2 separate regions of the Mus musculus genome follow, and region 1 is linked to region 2. A link is a contact called in public HiChIP or PLAC-seq data. All regions are on one chromosome and are shown on one strand. The core of a region is the stretch at or near the end of the contact, and the rest is flanking DNA. Distances in the headings are between cores, read along the strand shown.

Evidence for each region. HiChIP or PLAC-seq counts read pairs in DNA pulled down with a chosen protein or histone mark.
Region 1: an H3K27ac HiChIP or PLAC-seq map of heart atrium shows a contact between it and region 2, with 26 read pairs. The contact joins the enhancer-like site here to the promoter of Rbpms in region 2. A contact is called at or near these places in 1 of 39 promoter capture datasets (liver), 7 of 484 Hi-C or Micro-C datasets (the AML12 cell line, the HL-1 cell line, embryonic stem cells and 2 more) and 4 of 115 datasets of contacts at active chromatin or transcription factors (extraembryonic endoderm stem cells, heart atrium, pancreatic cancer cells and 1 more).

The regions. Positions count from the first base shown.
Region 1 is chr8:33,991,738-33,994,541 of GRCm38.p6, reverse strand. No RefSeq gene overlaps it. Among named protein-coding and RNA genes, the nearest start is that of Gm39157, 5.6 kb to the right of the region's middle. Within about 2 kb of position 1,416, at least 98 of the 459 cell types and tissues checked have an H3K27ac peak or open chromatin away from gene starts, as enhancers often do. A contact at or near this core is called in the AML12 cell line, embryonic stem cells, extraembryonic endoderm stem cells and 4 more, where this site is marked.
Region 2 is chr8:33,928,480-33,931,179 of GRCm38.p6, reverse strand. Rbpms (RNA binding protein gene with multiple splicing) reads left to right here and starts at 1,317. Exons shown (of 8, transcript NM_001042674.2): 1 at 1,317-1,704. The coding sequence starts at 1,639.

The DNA.
Region 1 (2,804 bases), core at 167-2,666, 63 kb before region 2:
TATTTCTTCTTGTTGTTGTTGTTCTTTTTCTTTTCATTCAGTTTGCTCTGCAGACAAGGTGAAGTCAACAAAAGGAATCAAGTTTATCCAGGGGACATACATTTATCACTGTTGAGGATTTATTACTACGCTGCTGTCAGGGGCGGCCCCCGTGGCTGTCAGCTAACGGAAGGAGATTGATGGTTTCAGTAAAAAAATCTTCAAGCAGGTGTCAGTCTGCCACGGAAGGAGAAGAAACTCATGGGCGTTAAGTGGGAAGACCTGCAGAACTGGGTATTGATGGTGGGTCTCACCCACAAAAGCTGGAGTCTTTCAGAGGTTGTGGCCAGTACCTTAAGCCCATCAGTGGGCAAAGGGAACATGGTTGGGTTAATCTGGTGCCAGAAGCCTGTGTTCTTTTCAGCATTTCTTACCAGAAATTCAAACAAGTGAGCTAGGATACCACACCTACTGCCCTGGAAAGCACTTTACTTACCAACCTTGAAGAGTTCAGTTAAAGCGGAATCTTTTTAAATCCTGACCGAGACTTGATGGTCCAATAAAAGGTGACAATCAAATGTAAATTAAACAAACAAATGTGGAAAAAACCAAAACCTACCTGCCATTGGAAATAAGAAAAGTCAAAAACTAGTAAACTGGCTGTGGTGACTCCCACCTTTAATTCCAGTGCCCCGGAGGCAGAGACAGGTGGATCTCTGTGAGTTTCAGATTACATAATGAAGCTCCAAACCAGCGGGCTACCTAGTTCGACCTGTCTCAAAAATATTAAATAAATAACCTTAATTTTTGTCATTTTCATTTTTGGGTTAAGAGGAGCTGAAGCACAAGAGCTTGTCTCCAGAGCTGGGGCAGCTGCGTTTCCCAGGGAGCTGACAGCAAAGTGTCTGTCCCAGTGTGAAGGGAGGGATCAACATGACCTGGAATGTTCTCTAAGGAACCAGGCGTGGTGGCTTAAACCTTTAATCCCACTATTCGAGAGGCAAGAGGGTCTCTGTGAGTTCGAGGACAGACTGGTCTACAGAGTGAGTTTCAGGACAGTCAGGGCTACATAGTGAGACCTTGTCTCAAAAAACAAAACAAAACAAAAACAAGAACAAAAAGCAAAAACAGACAAAACAACCCTTTAAATTGGTGGTACAAGACTCACTAGCACAAGGATCCGAACAAAGGCTCCATCCAAGTACTATAAAAGTGGGGAGGGGCGTCCTCTGTGCTTTAGTTTCACTGACATTAGGAGTGAAATCACAGACTTCCGCTGAATGGTGCCTGGCCTTTCTGCTTCCACTTATCTGCAAGCTGGAATGTGCTCTGGGCCATCAGCCGTCACCCACGCCCAACACCTCCCTCCGCACTCTCCCCAGGCTGGCCTTAGATAACAATCCTTTCCACTCTGGCTTCGGTCCTGCCATGTTTGGCCTGCTTCAGAGTAAACACTGGAGTCCCTTCATTACATTCCGTTCACCTTAACACATTCCACACCTTGCCCTTGGCTGTTTGTGCTCGCGACTCCATCCCTTGTGCCAGCTCTGTCCCGGGCTTGCTGTTGCCCTTGCTTGCGGCTATCCTGGTGGCTCTGGGTGTCCTTTCTTGCTATCTGTCCCAAGTCTACAACAGTCCCTTCCTTGTCTGTGAAAAGCCTGAACCTTATCCAAATGCAGTGGCTCTGGGCTTCCCTCTCATCTTGGAGTGAGGCCCTAGGAGGTAGACACAGCCCTGATAGACTGGCAGATAGGGAGATCCGCCAGAAATAGATAAGGAAGATGAGATGGCAAACTTCCGGCTTCCTCTGACCTAAGATGGAGACCTAAAGGACTGACTGATTTCCCCACCCCCACCCCACCCCACCTCCACCCTGGGGTAGTGGACCCTGACAGTTGGCGGGTCTGAGAAATTCAAGACCAGACTGGGGACATGTTTGCCCCTCCCACCCCAAACCGTGGGCCTGTCAGCCTCCCTGTCTTTGTTCAAACTAAGCAGCCCTAATTTAGAGGATGAAGACCCCCTCAAAGACCAGCCCTCAGCCCTCAAGAAAAGAAGTCATTTTAGGTTTCTGAGTGTCCCATCCCTGTCTGCCAAGGGTCTTGCTCTGTGTGTGTGTGTGTGTGTGTGTGTGTGTGTGTGTGCTCACTTCTAACAAAAGCTGGTTGTCACCCTTTGATAACTTATCTCTGCCCATGAAATGAGCCAATTCAAGCCTAATTAAACTTTAAAGGCGGGTTTATGAAGAGGGGAGCTGGGGGTGGGGGGTCAGGAACCTCACAGGAGGGGGTCAGTGAAGTCGCCTTGCAGACTGGGAGAAAGAAAAACAGGAGGCAGAGGAGAGGGAGAGAGAAGAAAGAGGTGGGGGACCAAAATGTCTGGACTATATAGTGTTGAGCTGGTGGGTGAGAGGAAGCCCACCCCTGGATTGGAAAATTCAGGGTAGAGGGCGGGGTATGGCCAGCCACGCCCTGTACCAGGTAGGGACTGAAGGATGCTAGGAGAACCTGGAGCCCAGCTCGCCTGCTGATTTTGTGTGCTCAGAGAGGTTCCCTGCGCCACCCGTAGCTGGAGACTGTACCTGCCCATTTAATTCTTTAAGTGGAAGAGGAAATAAACCTGACCAAGACGACCCTAAATTGTAAGAATTGCAGACGCGCAAAAACAGGCTCAAGTCTTGGCTGGGAGAGAACACAACAAACAGCAGGCCTTGCACTTCCTGAGGAGAGGGGCAGGCGGAGGCTTCCTCTACGGACTCCAAAATGGAGGTGCTCGGGGGTAGGGTAGGAGGTGGGCTGCCCTGGGCCTGGATGCTTCTCTTCACG
Region 2 (2,700 bases), core at 68-2,567:
GTGATTGGTGCGGCATGCCAGACGAACTTCCTCAGAGAGACAGGCACCATCCGCTGAATCGTGGGTTTTAAATGTCTGTCCAAACTAGTCAAAAGTCTAGGAGCTTACAGGATCTATTGTTGGAAAAGTTCTCTAGGACCAGGAAAATGGAAACTTCCTTAATAATAATGCTAGCTTCCGCCTATTGTAAACCACAATTGTGCAAGTATGGGTGTTAGGAACCTGAGGCTCGCCCCACCTATAATCTCTAAAACCCTGGGATATATATATATATTCATACATACATACATATATGCACACACACATATAATGATTGTAATATATATGTGTGTGTGTATATATATAATCAGTGAAATGGGAGAATATGTATGTGTGTGTATATATGTATGAAATATTTATTCATTTTATAGATGAGGAAGTGGAAGCTATGCGGTCATCCGGTGTTGGGTAATTGCTTTGATTCTCTAGAGATAAATGTCTTGACCTTTGAGGGGCAGTGAGGGATATTTAGTCAACAAGTACATATGGAGGGCCTACTACGCTCCGGGACTACGCTCCAGGTAGCCTACTTAAGTTATGGCAGAGATAAACAGGACGTAGTCCTGTATTCCAGGAAGGGGCTCCCCGTAGAGTGATGTAAACAGACCCGATTCCAGAACAGTCTGGTGCCGGCTGTGCGAGTCTGAACAGGGGCGGCCGGAAGCCTAGAGAGCGATAGCGGCCGAAGTGGGGGGGGCGGGGGGAGGCTGGGAGGTTTCGCTGTACTCGGGCACCCGCAATGGGGTGGCAAGCGGTGTCCTGCAAAAGCGGGGCTCGGTGGTGGGCTGTCCCGCGTGCCCGTCACCTTTCTGCCCGGGAAGAACCGAGTCTCGGCGGGTATTGCCACGGAGGGTGGGTTTGGGTGCACACCCGTCGTGAAAAGCAAGCAAACAAAAGTAGCGCGCTCCAGTCCATGTGCCCCCCACCCCTACCCCGAAAGGCTTGTCCTCGGCTCTGAGCCCCCTCTCCAAGCCCACCGCCGCTGGCCCGCCCAGACGCCTAGGTCCACGGGGTTGGAGAAAGAAGGGGCGGCCCGACCTTCCGCCCGCGGTCCCCGCGGCCTCGTGACCCCGGTGCCGACCCCCCCTCCCCCAAGCCCAACCCAGCCCAGCCCAGCCCAGCCCTGGGTTCGACCGCTCCGCCCCGCGCCCCTCCTCTCGCGGGGGGCTTCGCTGTCCCGATCCGCGTCTCTCTGGGCTGCGTCCGGCCGCGCACGTCCAGGGAGGGCGGAGGGAGGAGAGGAGGGAGGGGAGGAGAGGAGGGAGGGGAGGAGAGGAGGGAGGGGAGGAGGGAGGAAGGCGAGAGAAAGCGCGCTGCGTGCGGCCCCGCTGCCCAGAGCCTGCCAGCAGCGCGTCCTCGGCGGCTCCGGTCCCAACCGCGCCCGCCGCCTCGCCTCCTCGGTCTCGGCCGCGTCCCGACTCCGGGGCTCGCCCGGCCTCTCGGAGGTCCCCGCCCGCCGGTCCGTCTCGGCTCTCCGCTGCGCCGCCCGGCTCCAGCCCCGCAGCCCGCCCCGGGGGAAGGTAGCAGCGGGCGAGCGCGCCCTCGCCCTCGCCTCCAACCCCGCGCCCCAGTCCCGCGCGGCGACGAAGGACCGGGAAGATGAACGGCGGCGGCAAAGCCGAGAAGGAGAACACCCCGAGCGAGGCCAACCTTCAGGAGGAGGAGGTACTGAGGGGGACTGGCTGGGGGGCGCGGGGCGCACGGGCCGGGGCTGGGGGGAGTAGCACGGGACGCGGGCGTCCGGAGGGCGCGGGACTGGGTCCACGCGCGTCCGCCTGCCTCTGGTTATTGCATAAGTTTTGAGGACTTTCCCGAGACTTTTGTAAGTAGAATGCTCAGCTTTGTCTACTCGGGATGTTGAAAGCGGAATCGAGAGCTGACTCCCGGGTGACCTCAGATGATTGGGACCAGGGAGGGTCAGGACTTGGGTTCTTGCGTCTTGCAGCTGGAAATTGGAGGGAGGGAGGTATGGCGAAGGGAGAAACTCTGGGAAAGTTCTCAGTAAAAGATACTTCCGACCCCAGCTCCCCTCCCTCTCTTACTCCCTCCCTCCCTTTCGGTGTTAAAAGTTCTGGGTGAAATATCTTCTTAGCTGAGACATTTTGGATTAATAGATAACTCATAGGACGCATTCTTCTCCGATGAGTCGGAGACCCCCGCCGAACCTGGGAGAGGTCGAATGTGGGGGTGGGGGCGTAGAGTAACAAGGGCTAAAAGCTTTGGGTTCCCCAAAGCAAAGGTGCGTGGAGGGTGTTTTTAAAGGGGGGAAAATCACAACTTTATGTGGCACACTCGGAATTTACAAACAATTTGCGGCTGTGGTGCGTTTCTTACTGAAAACGCCGGTGGTGGACGGGGGTGTACTTGGGGCTCGTGAATTTTGTCAGTTTTGTGATATCCTGTTTCGCCTTCACTCCTGCAAATGTGTTATCTGGAATACAAGAAATTATATTTACCATTTTAAAGGTCTCCCAGAATTGAGTGTGCAGTAGCAGAAACTGCCCATCCCACTATAACGTAAAAAAGTGTTCTTACAGGTAATTTACATCCTAATAAAGGGGACGTACACAACCCGAACTGACTCTAAAGCAGTTAGTATGGTGAGAGTATTGGGACGCTTGTGCAAACTTAAACACAGAGAGTGAAACCAAACATTAAAGA